2 separate regions of the Drosophila melanogaster genome follow, and region 1 is linked to region 2. A link is a contact called in public Hi-C data. All regions are on one chromosome and are shown on one strand. The core of a region is the stretch at or near the end of the contact, and the rest is flanking DNA. Distances in the headings are between cores, read along the strand shown. Region 1 holds the start of lncRNA:CR43951 (long non-coding RNA:CR43951). Region 2 holds the start of CrebA (Cyclic-AMP response element binding protein A).

The links. A called contact is a pair of places that touch in the nucleus more often than the background predicts.
Region 1: a contact with region 2 is called in a Hi-C map of the Kc167 cell line, with 1.6 times the contacts expected there. A contact is called at or near these places in 2 of 107 Hi-C or Micro-C datasets (the Kc167 cell line and eye imaginal disc) and 1 of 7 datasets of targeted methods (the Kc167 cell line).

What each region holds. Positions count from the first base shown.
Region 1 is chr3L:16,047,030-16,053,080 of dm6, forward strand. It overlaps lncRNA:CR43951 (long non-coding RNA:CR43951), which reads left to right and starts at 2,206. Exons shown (of 2, transcript NR_073940.1): 1 at 2,206-2,480; 2 at 2,555-3,274. Diap1 (Death-associated inhibitor of apoptosis 1) reads right to left here and starts at 4,005. Exons shown (of 2, transcript NM_001274989.1): 1 at 3,429-4,005. It overlaps Mbs (Myosin binding subunit), which reads left to right and starts at 4,930. Exons shown (of 18, transcript NM_168648.3): 1 at 4,930-5,121; 2 at 6,001-6,051.
Region 2 is chr3L:15,533,934-15,540,109 of dm6, forward strand. It overlaps CrebA (Cyclic-AMP response element binding protein A), which reads left to right and starts at 1,462. Exons shown (of 6, transcript NM_206374.2): 1 at 1,462-2,522. The coding sequence starts at 2,469.

The DNA of each region.
Region 1 (6,051 bases), core at 956-3,455, 510 kb after region 2:
ATTTTCTTGCTATTACTGAAACTTTATTTAGCCACTTTTAGTGAAGGCGGGGCCCATAAACGTTGTTTAGAATCAAACAGTCTGGCTTTTTATTGTGGGCAAGTTGAACAATTAATAAAAATGGACAAATGCAAGTGCATAATTTTGTTGTACTACGACTAGTATTAATACGTAAATCGTAATAGACGTACTACTGTTGCCTGTATGGCTATCCCTTTCGCACTCGCAGACACCGCAGCCAGGATCATTGATTTTTATCCTCCTGCAAGAGAGCGAAGAGCATGCGCCGCGCGCGTGTCAATGCACCGCATTTCCACCTCTCTCTCACTCTCTCTCACTCTGTCTGTCTGTCTCTCCTTCATTGTGGCGAGGAGGAAGGAGCAGCTGGAACTTTCACAAAGTCCACATATCAAAAAAGGTAGATTATTATGCCTTCGAATTCCGATCATTATTTTTTTAAACGAAAAAATGCTTTTAATGATACGGCTTGGCTGGCGGAGTGCCAGCTTTAAACAAATCGGCTATGCAAAAAGCTATGTATGGAAAAGAGCAAAACAAAAAACAAAATTAAGAGAACATCTCAAAGTGCAGGCTCTGTCCCGTACTCGGTCCCGTACTAGCCTGATTCAGGTTAAACCAAAGACACTAGAAGTGTCAATCTAATGATGATGAATTAATGATGAATCCGTCCTTATACCAAAAACTAAAGAACAAGATTTACAACTTCAATTGCAATGCCTTATTTTGAGTCAATTTCTTCTATGTCTTCTAAAATGTCAGCTTTTTGATTCGCTTTTAGGTTATAGAAAATAGGGTTCCCTGGGGCGGGGTTCTAATATATATATTTTGCACACAGTACAAGGCTGAGTAATTGCTACAGTAAATATTACGCAATTTTATGTACATAAGTTAGTATATGACATGATAAAATGGCTGATAAAAACTAATAAATGCGAAGAAACCACTAGGGATTCTTAAAGTATTTGTTGAATATATTTATATTATGAAATTTACAAACATATTTCTTGAATTGACGTTTTTGCCTCGAACAAAGTATTTGCAATGAACTATCAATAAGTAAAATATTTTTAAACGAAGTCCCAAGCTTTTCTGATTAAGCCCCTTTGAGTTATGAATATATATTTGGCAGGGGAAATGCCAACACGTTCTGATACTGTATAAACAAAGATTGCCAAGTTTGAATCATTTATGGAAAACAGCCCGGCTACAGTGCGCGACATGTGTATATGGCGTCCGCAAGCAAACGGGTTGAACTTTTCAAATTTTATAAATACACGCTGCTAAATTTACCACGAAAATGTCGCGACGCATTTGAGAAATTTGCCTATAAATGCGAAGTCTAGACGACTTTGACATGTTGCAAGTCGACACTGTTTGCAGGCGGTCTTCTGCTGTAAATTAAGCGAAAATGTGGCGTCTATACAAGCATTCTATTTGCGGATGCTGCCAGAGGCACTTCGGTTTTCATTTCATATTCAGCATCAAAAGATCACTCCGCTGACCACGCAGAGTTTGGGTCTCGAGTCGCCGGACAAGTTTTAGTTGAAAAATCCGCGGGCTTGGAGCTAAACGGCCTTGCAAGGCCTTTTAAAGTTGTTGCAACCGCCCTGTTCTTGTTGGTGCTGCTTTTAATGCACAGTTAAAATAGCCTACAGCGTTTTAACTTAATGTGTTGACAGCTGTTTAAGCTATTTCAAACAACTTGAGTCACTTTGTTGCTTTAATAATGAAACCATGCCAGCATTAACAAGTATGACTCAATAGGGATATACCTTAATTTTATCTATATATGCATGTATAATATTCATTTAAGATAAATATTAAGGAGCGTGTCAAAAGATTGCTGCAACTTTGTAATTCCTAAGTTCCTCATATTACATTTCAAAAGCTATACTCTACAGTTGATTCTGTTTATGTTATATTTTGTGGCTTTTTATTAACAGCCAACTGCAGCGGAGCTGAAAACCTGTTTGCCATTTTTGTATTCTCTTCATTCATTTGTGCGGCGATTGGCAAAAGGTGTCATAACAACGCGTTGGGCACGATTCGATTAGACTAGCCACTACCCATTGCTTATAACATGTGCTGCCTGTCGGTCCCTTTTCTAGCCACCATGTATTTACCTGCTCCATTCAGGGCCAAAAAAAAAGGAAGGAAAGAAAGCACCTGGATCGACAATTGTGGACGTGTGCCGGCAGCTGCAGCAACTAGGTAATAACCGATCAGAGGATCGCCGAAAGCGGAGCCAGCAACATCTGCTCCTGGGGCAAGGGTCCTCATCCTTATTGTGCACGCTTCCAGTGAAAGGATCGCGCGGCACATGACGACGCCAGCTGCCGTCGATCCTTTGTCAGGATATTTTCGGTGTGTGGATGTGTGGAACAATCCAATAATGAGCCTACCGAACTGAGGTGTCCCGCGGATCTTTTGCTGTCAAATGATGGAGCCTCAAAAAGGATGTATGTATATTGTATATTTAAGTTTATGGTGTAGTGGATAAATACTCAAAAATAATTTTATTCATCATTTTCAGGGGAACACCAAGTGAACTCATCAGTGAACTACTATTTGAAGTAAGGAATTTGAGAGGTTATGACATTACTCAAGTGACCTAATTTCCTGTGAAACCATCTAGTCACCGTTACTAGGTATAGATTAGACTTGCCAGTTGACAGTTGTTTTAAACAAATATCTCACGAATGAATGACGCAAAACAGAATGCAGCGAGGATATATGAATTTCGTTCTAGTAAAATAAGTGAGGTAAGCAACTGATGCTATAGGCAAAACCCCATCAATCATAGGAACCTACGCAGCGCTGTAAATGGAAATGACATTGAGCGGTAATTAGAAATTGGAAAATTCTAGCTAGTAAACGCGTTCCACGAATGGGTGGGTTTTGCAGCATGGGGGTGGTGTTGATTTCATCATGAATGAAATGCGATGCGAATGAGCTCAGCATCGGCGGAGATAAAAGGTACAATCTTAGTTAATATCCAGGCAGAAACATGTGCGACAGACAGATTTCATTCCAACCCATCCCTCAAAATGACAAGCTAGCACAAGAGCGAATAAGATAAGACGGGATCCTGACATATGCCTAAGTATGTATGTACATGTGTATCTCGGCCTCCAGATTGTTTTAGAAATCACTAGAAAACGCCAGAGAGCGGAGAGCGAGATAGGGAGAAAGGGGGAGAGAGAGAGAGTGAGAGAGGGAGGGATAATGGTCGTGTCCCTGTTTATGTGGGGGTAAGGACATGAATGAAAAAAGGCGTGTTGGAGAGAGAAAGGTAGACAGGCGGCGCCTATTTGTATGCAGCATAATTCAAGTATAGTAAAGTAAACCCATTTTGTTTTTTCTATAAACCGCGGGAAGATTGAACACACATATTTATATTTACTTACCAGAGACATTTTAAACAGTGATAACGTATCAGTTTATCATTGGTTTTTTTAATGCCTTTTTTCGGCCACCAAATCGTTAATTGTTTTCGTTCACCTCTTATCGCACCACGATAAGATTATAAAATCACTTAAAATAAGTTTTGCTGTATAAAATGTTTACACAACTGTGCTCACGTCGACTGGTGGGTTTGAATGCCGTGCAACGACTACGCCAAAGCTATGTGCCTATATAGCTCACTTTCCTATAGGTATTTGTTTTGTCGGTTCTGCGTTCTCGTTTTGTTTTGTTTTGCTTGGCTTTCTAGTGAGCGAGAGGGTGCTGGCGGGGGAAAGAGAGAGAACTAGCGGGGCGGAACGGTCGAAATAGTTTTTTGCCGCCCAAGCGATGCGCAATTATTTTTGGGGGTGGGATGTCCGCACTTTCGTTGGCTATTCCAGCTGTGCGTCTCTAAACTGGAATGTTTTTTTTAAAACTTTTTTAAGTTTAATTAATAACTATTTTGCAAGCTATTTATATTTCTGAATATATTAAAATTTCAAAAACAAACAACTGTCAGCACACGAAGTCGTAGTTTTAAATAAATGCTAAATGGGGTCACACTGTTCAAGGTGCTTGGCTCGCTGATGTATCGATACGCGCTAAAAAGATATCGATAAGATGCATCAGTGGGATCAAGTCTACGCTAGGCCGTCAGCAGCGTTTTCAACCAACATTTATCGAATAAAACGGTTTGGAAATCGAAACGGTAGTTCAGGTATAACACATATACAAAATTGAGCCACTTATAGAACAAGGGTCTGTTACCCGGTCCAGTAACACCGCGAAAACTGAGCTTATTTCGATTCATCAGAATTAGAGCCCCTAACATTTTGTCTTGATTTGACAAAAAAATTAGTGGAACAAACAGAAGAACCTTCGGCATACCGAGAACTCCCAGTAAAAACAAAATACTTTGATCAGTTTGGAAATTTATTTTAACATCAATTGTTTGTTGTTTCGGTTTAATAAACTTTCGAGAATTCTTAGTATCAAACCAGGAATAAATACAAACAATTGAGGGAAGCCACAATTAGAGAAGTTGACCAAAAACAGCATTTTTTGAGTTTGAAAGTAAATTGATTCTGTTGTATCCTCTTTTTCCTTTTTGTGTTTTATATAGATAAAATTAGAAACGGTATTAATATATTTAAAAAGTTGTTTGAAAATTGCATTGTATGTGTTTTTGAGGCACATCAAATATATCGATAGATATGGCCGCATCTATTTTTGAACTAAATGTAAAGAATTGGATGCAAAAAGAACGCATTTCTCCCGAATGGAGTAATAAGACGAACAATTACGAATACCCTAAAATAATATTGATAGTTTAATTAACATCGTTAAAAATATCGGTCCATAACAGCACTGCTAAGTGTTAACATAACTAAGACGCCATCTACAATTTTGTGAGCGGCGTTAGTGTGACCAGGCGAAAAGAGTGCTAAATATACCGCGCATTGCCCTCCGATTCACATCGTCAAAAAATTTTGGTCTGTGAACTTCGTGCGGATGAAATTCGATTTGAACGCCACCGAAAATATGCAAAATAAAGTGAAATACCAGTGCCTCGCGGACGAGGAGCGCTTCAGCGGAGAGTCCTGCAGCCATTAAAGCCCAGAGAGCACTGAAAGTTCTGGGAATTTCGCGGGAAAGGTGCGTTTTTCGCTTGGTCTTTCGGTGTGTGTGAAAAGTTTCTACTGCAATCCATTTTTCTCTACGTGCGTGTGCGGCATACGTGTGTATGTGTTGCGTCTGTGTGCGAGGCGAGTGAATGTGTGTGTGAGTGTGGAGTGGAATGTAAAATGTGGGGCGATGTAAAAATGCCTTTACATAAGTGCACTCGCATTTGCAAGGATTTTGTGCAATACCGCCATCCTGCCAAATTACATAAAATCATCGCATTTCAGTGCGTGAAAAAATACGCGGTTTCCATTTTTGTTCTATTTACTCGCGACGTCAGCGTCGCGGCTGTTGAATTTATGTCAAATTGGTAACACACACACATGCAGGCTCAGCCATTCGCGCTCTCCGTATGCAAGCCCTAACTGCATGAGTGTGTGTGAGCGGCAGAGAGAGAGAGAGAGCGCGAAAGGGAGAATGATAAACAAAGTGTAAAAAAAACAAGCGGCTGCTAAAATGCCCGCAAGTGTTTTTAATTGATATGAAAATGTGTTTGCTTAACACTATGTAGCCCAGCAGCTGGTGGCTCTAAATAAAGCATTTGCAAAATATTAATTTCTCCTATCGTATTTCTTAGTTTTTGCCCCATCCTCTTGTGTAATTTCCATTGAATGCAACAACAAAGGTGCGCGTTAAACAACAACAAATAGCATTGTTTTGCGGGAGAGCGAGTGTGAGAGAGAGAGAGCGTTCCTGATTGCGACATTGTGTGAGTGAGCGGAGAAGAAAACGCCAAGAAGTTGGCTGATAAAGCAAACGCACACGCACGCACGCACGCGCACACACACGCAAAGAAAATAGAAAAATCGTAAAATAATAATAATCAGCAAGCAGGAAAAGAAGAAGCAGCAGCAGCAGCAGTACAAACAGCAAAAGTGTAGTCGTGATCGAAAATCGAAAGTG
Region 2 (6,176 bases), core at 212-2,711:
CGTGCACGGAGCACGGAGCTATAGTCATATACCTATGCCTCTCCATATGTATTACACAAGCGTTTTTGTGAAAACATCGCCGTTGTCATCGTCGTTTGTCTGCGCTGTATCTGTTGCCCGGGCAGCTTTAAACCGGATCTTTGGTTTGAAAGTACATTCACTTTGCGTCGTCGCCGTCGTCGCAGCATTGCAGCAGCAGCAGCAGCAACAGCAGCGACAGCAGCAGCAGCATAAGTCCAGGCCAGGCCCCAAAGATCCCCACAGCCATATCCATATCCATAGGCTCTGGCTCTCAAAGATCTCCGAACAAAACTCTTGGCTCCCAGCTCCGGCAAACAGCCTTCAAATGACTCGGCTTGGCCCGCCTGTGTTGGAATGGCCCGACTCTCTATGGTCTGCACATGTGCATAGTTCAAATAACTTGGTCAAGTTGACAAGATCAACGGAGCGAGTGTTACCAAGCGGCAGCAGCCAAAGTCGGGTCTGGTTGCAGAGCGGGGTACACCCCCCGTCCTATTCCATCGTGCATTCGGGCCAAATCAAATACTCGCAGCAACAACACAAAATCTATAATAAAAAACAGGTTAACAAATGTTGCCGCAACGCTGACGTCGACGCAGCCCATAGCGTCGGAAGAAACTTGTTTTCCTTTCCTATGCGGCTCCGGGTCTCAAATCTCAAATCTCGGGCCCCTGGTCTCCGATCTCCGGTCTCAAAACGACGTCAAAGCCGGCTTACGACAATCAACTTACATTCACTTCTCGAAACCCCAAAGAGCGTGAAAGTTTCACTAAGAGCACGCTTTTCGGGAGAGAGTCGGATACTATCGCATTTGGATTCGGATTCGATGCCGGCTAACCCGCATGTTACACAGTATCAAGGGTAGATTGGTGGCCAAGAACCATGGGAATACAATATTTGAAATGTATAGTACACGGCTTCAGTCTTCAGTTACAACTACCCCAAACACGTTAAGAAGTCAATAAATTCAATTAAACTATAGCAAATGTAACATAAGGTATGTGATTAGTTGACCTTTGGGAACGAAAAGCAACAACCCCAAACGTTTCCCGTAGATTAACGAATCAATAACACTATTAACACAGGATATTAGAAATACGATGTTATTTTGTAGCGATCTTTTCAAATTGAAAGAGTATATTTAGGCCATTTATTGTACCTTTTCTCTTCTCATTTTAATGAGGAAACATCAATTCATCATATCCTTAATTTAAATTTGTTATTTTTTTTATTACAAAAGTATCAATTGTTCGAGGTTTTCTGTATGAAATTCTGAAATTGCCGGCATTATAAGCGCAGAGAGAGAGAGACAAAGAGATAGACGGAAAGAGAGCGCTATACGTGCGGAAGAGAGACAAAGCGTTGTAGCGGAAAAGAGAGCGACTGAGCGGCGGCAGCGACGTCAGCAGAGGACTGACGTTTCGATTCGTTCGTTCGCATTCACAAGAATTTCACCGACATTTAGTTTAGTACCGTTTTTGGCTGCAGTCGCACTACGGACAGTTTATTCTAATTGTGTGCTACCATCCCATACATCCAAACATACAAATATTATTGCTAAAGTTAACGATATTAACTACACATATTAAATGCTATTATACACGGGCCGAGCAAAGCCATTTCTAAAGCGGTTTACTGCCCATTCACACACAAAACACATCAAAAAATTCAATTAAATCAATTGAAATCGTAATCGAGTCCAAAACACAGTACAGCGAAAAGAAAAATCAAATAAACTAAAATTATATGGTTATCAACGTTGAATCTAAACATACATATAATAACTATTTTCTATGAAAATCGAGTGTTTCGTTTCCGAATCGGGAAAAAAGTTAATAATTCAATTAATGTTAACGCCAAATATAATCCGACGAGAAAAGCGCATGCAACAAGTTAAATCCAGCCGACAGTTGTAAACCAAGTTAGATCCGTACACAGATACACCCCAAATACCACAACCAATACGAATGAATGCCCGGTATACACATACAAACGAAAAAGTCACACACACACACACACACGCAGACTATAACAATGTCAAGTGAAAACATTCTCTGGAAGCAACAGGTTTCCCCTTAATAAGTGTTATAAAGAAGCAACCAACAGTCATCACCCAGAACTGTTCTTTACGGAAAAAAAGTAAAGTAAAAAATAAAAGAGAAAGAGAGGTAGAAGAGCGCACGAGGAATAAAGAAGATAAAGTATAAAGAAAGAGAAAGAGCGGAGAAAGAGCCACTTTTCAGTCAGCAAAATCGTATAAAAATAATAGTATAATACCATAAACTACAAAAATTATAAGAAGACAGTTCTTAAGTGGGTTAAAGTAGAAAAATTAGTGTGACTGCAACCGAGTGGAACCGAATTAAACCATACCACACCATCCCCGAACCGCAATAAAAAAAAAACAACTAAAAGAGTTCTTAGAGCGCATCTGACTAGCGCCAACCATGGAATTCTACGATGGCGACCTCAAAGATATATGGGACTCCGACTTAGATCCGGTAAGTGTTCAAATTACCACTCCCGAGCACAATTAAAAATGCGAAAAGCAACTTGTACCCCCATATTATATCAGTCAGAACAGAACCATTGATACTTGAGAGCTTTTATTACAGCAGGTATGCTTGATATGGGCTATACGAGTATGTGAAAGTTAAAGCCGACAACTCGAACGCAACGATAAGAAAATGTCCGAGATATACATTGGTAGCTCTTATATGTATATTATAGCTCACTAAATTTTATGTGGCAATGCCCCAACTAAACTTGGTGAACTCCTTGAACTTCGATCTTTGACTACAGAGACATCTTCAATACGATTATTAAGTCATTTCGGTGTACATTTTAAACATGCAAGAGTCGTGCTTCCACGAAACGAAATTGCATTTTAAAAAATCTAAAGAAAAACACTTTAATGACCCACATTAAGCTTATCAGTTGGGGAGAAAAAACGTGAACTTATTCATGAGCTGAATTCTAAGTATGATGATCGATTTGAGAAAAGGAAAATGAAGAAACGAATTTCGATCTCCAGGGTCCCACGGAATTTAGCCAGTTTTCTTTTCTTTCTCTGCATATTAAGTGGTTCGCATTTATATGTATATGTATGCGATCACCTGAGAGAATACCGATCACCGACAAACTGGCCTACGATCAAACCTGTCCCAAGCCACCTCATAAAAATGTCCGCTCACCGCACCACCAAAATTTCGAATGTAAAAAAAAAAAAAATAACCGTATAGTGAAAAAAACAAACCAGAATCTAATCGAACTGCCCGGCTTCCAGACATCAGACACCGTAATATACAACACACCCAGAATCACAGTTTTGGTTTCATTTTCGTGGAGGACGTTCTTGGATTGCCGAACCCAATGGCATTACTCAATAGAAAAACAAAAAAAAAAAAACTTTGCCAAATAGATACGACCGATACGACCGAATCAAACAAACCCTCTAGTGCCGAAAGGAAAAGGCAGCTTTCAAGGCTTTTTATCTTGGCAGTTACGTGCTCGTTTTGGGAGAAAGACAATTTTTAGTGACTTTTTGTGTTCGAATATATCAATTTACATGGTTTTTTTTGATAAGCGACTGCGACTATATCTGGCATTCAGGAAACATTTCTGTTCATAACTTAGAAGTTTCGCTGTCCTACAAAGTTGTTTTGTCTTGGGTGGCGATAATGATAATTGAAGTTTTCCAAGAAATTAAAAGAAATTTATCATTAGCGAACGATTTCTGTTTCGGTTGTTTTGTCGTCGTAGTTCCATTCACTATCACCCCCGCAACTTGAACTACTCGTCGTACTGCAATCGTGAATTGTTTCAATATAATGAAATGAGTATGTGCCGGGCTGAGCTTCATTTGCGGAGTACTCATAGATGGAGATGCCGTCGTCTATTGCTTATCGCTGCGGAAACAGTAATGAATACATGTCGTCCGCCCGTCCATTCAGCCCAAGTCCGTCCGTTTCACTTGTTCTTGCTGTTGTACACGGTAAAAAAAAAAAACAGATCAAAATCAAATTTAGTAGATACTTACAATAATTGTATCAGTTTCAATTAATAACGTCGTTTTTTTTCGTACTTAGTGATTTTTTCTTAGAAATGGTCCGGGTTCAAGTATAAATAAATAAAATGTTTTTCACTTTGATAAAAATTAGCTTTAAAAAGCAACGGATTCAATACAACAAAAAAATTGTAATACATTTCAACGTAATTTAAAATTTCTGTCGCTTTCTTTATAACGATAAATTTGTATAATATGTTTCATAAATTTTCGCTCTCAACTTTTGCGCGCTGTGTAGAGGAAGCTCTGCTGGGCGAGCACAAAAGAAAAGAATCTATTACAGTTTGGGAGGAGGACACATGTGGAGTTGATAAGAGGCTGCTATCAGCTGGTCTAAATGCAAAGTAATGACTTTTTTCGCCTGCCTGCCTGCCTGCTGCTGCTGCTGCTGCACTTTGCAGCTAGTCAAATAGAGTATGGCTCGTCAGTGTCATTACTATTGGGAGATAATAAATGCGCGCCGGCGACTACTCGACTTGTAGACAATGTAGCCGGAGGGACAGAAATAGGCCCAATGCCCGGGAAAATGCGCGTGCAGTTTTTATTGGTTTTGTTGCATTGCGTTTTTTCCCGCCGTAAGCGGTACAATGTACCCGTACCCGGGGCGTGCGCTCAATTACCTCATAAGTATCTCAAATGCCTGTGTGTGCCCATAACAAGAAATTATCGGTTTCTGTGGGAAGTCGCCGCCGTAATACCCTCCAAATGGTCTGGGAAGTAAGATCAAGATCGCGGTTAGATATCATCCATGGCTAGATAGCTGAATTCCTTGAAAGATCACATCCAAAAGCGTTTGTTTTGTTAGCTCGAGCCTATCAGTATTCTATTTTGGCATTATTTTAATAATATAAACTATCATTCTAAAGTCTCTTCAAGCATATCAACAATCTTATCTCACCGTATTTTGTAACCAAAAAAATAAAGCAAAAAAAAAAAAAGTAAACTTGCGCCCAGATAAGGCCTGAAATGCCCAATTTTGATTAGCCTTAGCGCACCATTTTTCACTTAAACTGTTGACAAAAATAAAAATAAATAAATAATAATTATGATGCCATGGGATTTTATGTTCTTTCGTTAAACCAAAACAAAAAACTCAAAATAATGACTTGACGGGTCGATAATCAATTATATTAAATTGGCAAGAGGTTTCCGAAAGGCCACAAATTGGAAAGTCCCAGTTGGGGTTAGCTCGTCTTCAGAGAGACCAGTAGAGAGCGATAATGTCACGTGCCCTGCATTTCCGAGATTCCGATCGGTGTTATCAAGAAATCCCCTACCATTTCATTCAGAGATCTTTGAGTGGTTCCCCTGACTATCCGTATCAGTTGGGAGCAATGAAGAGTTGACACAGCAGAATCTGTAAAGCTCTAGAAAAACAGACGCATACAATATAAACATATATTCGCCGATCGGGGGAATTCTGTGAAAATCGATTGGCGGTGGAAAAACCAACAACAATACTTACGATGATCTCTGTGTAACTGGTTATTCAATTTACGAAGAATACAGTTTATGAGGCCAAACAAAGCGTTTCCAGTGCGAATAAAAATATCAATGTTTCAGCTTAACGACTTTTGATTGTGGTCCAGTCATGATAAGAAAATATAAAATCAAATTGTTTCTGTTCAGCGCTAAAATTACTGCTGAAATTTTCACATTTCGTTGATAAGAGTAGCAAGCACATGGAAACAGAATGCCTAATTAATGCGGACTTAGAAACGAGCTTATCTTCTCAATAGCTAAGTAGAATTCGCGCACTTATATAGGCTAGTATGTGAGAAAGGGTTGTGTCTCGAAAGAAAGCGAAAACAAAGCTAAGTTTCGAACTAGAAGTTCTCAAGATCGTCACAGAGCTGGCCTCGAACAAGAAGAAGCTCTGCAATCGAAACAGTAGACTGCCGGAAAAGATTGCCTTGAACAAAATAAATTGCATTCGCCTTCAGAGAAGAATGCTGACCAATGTCGAAAATCATCGACTTACCGAAATTTTATTTGTTGGTCAAAACGGAAAGAGAGAGGTTAAGAGTTAAAGACCGAAACAGAGGGAAAAAGTGCAGCATTAACAAGAAGACCAGAAGTCAGCAACTTT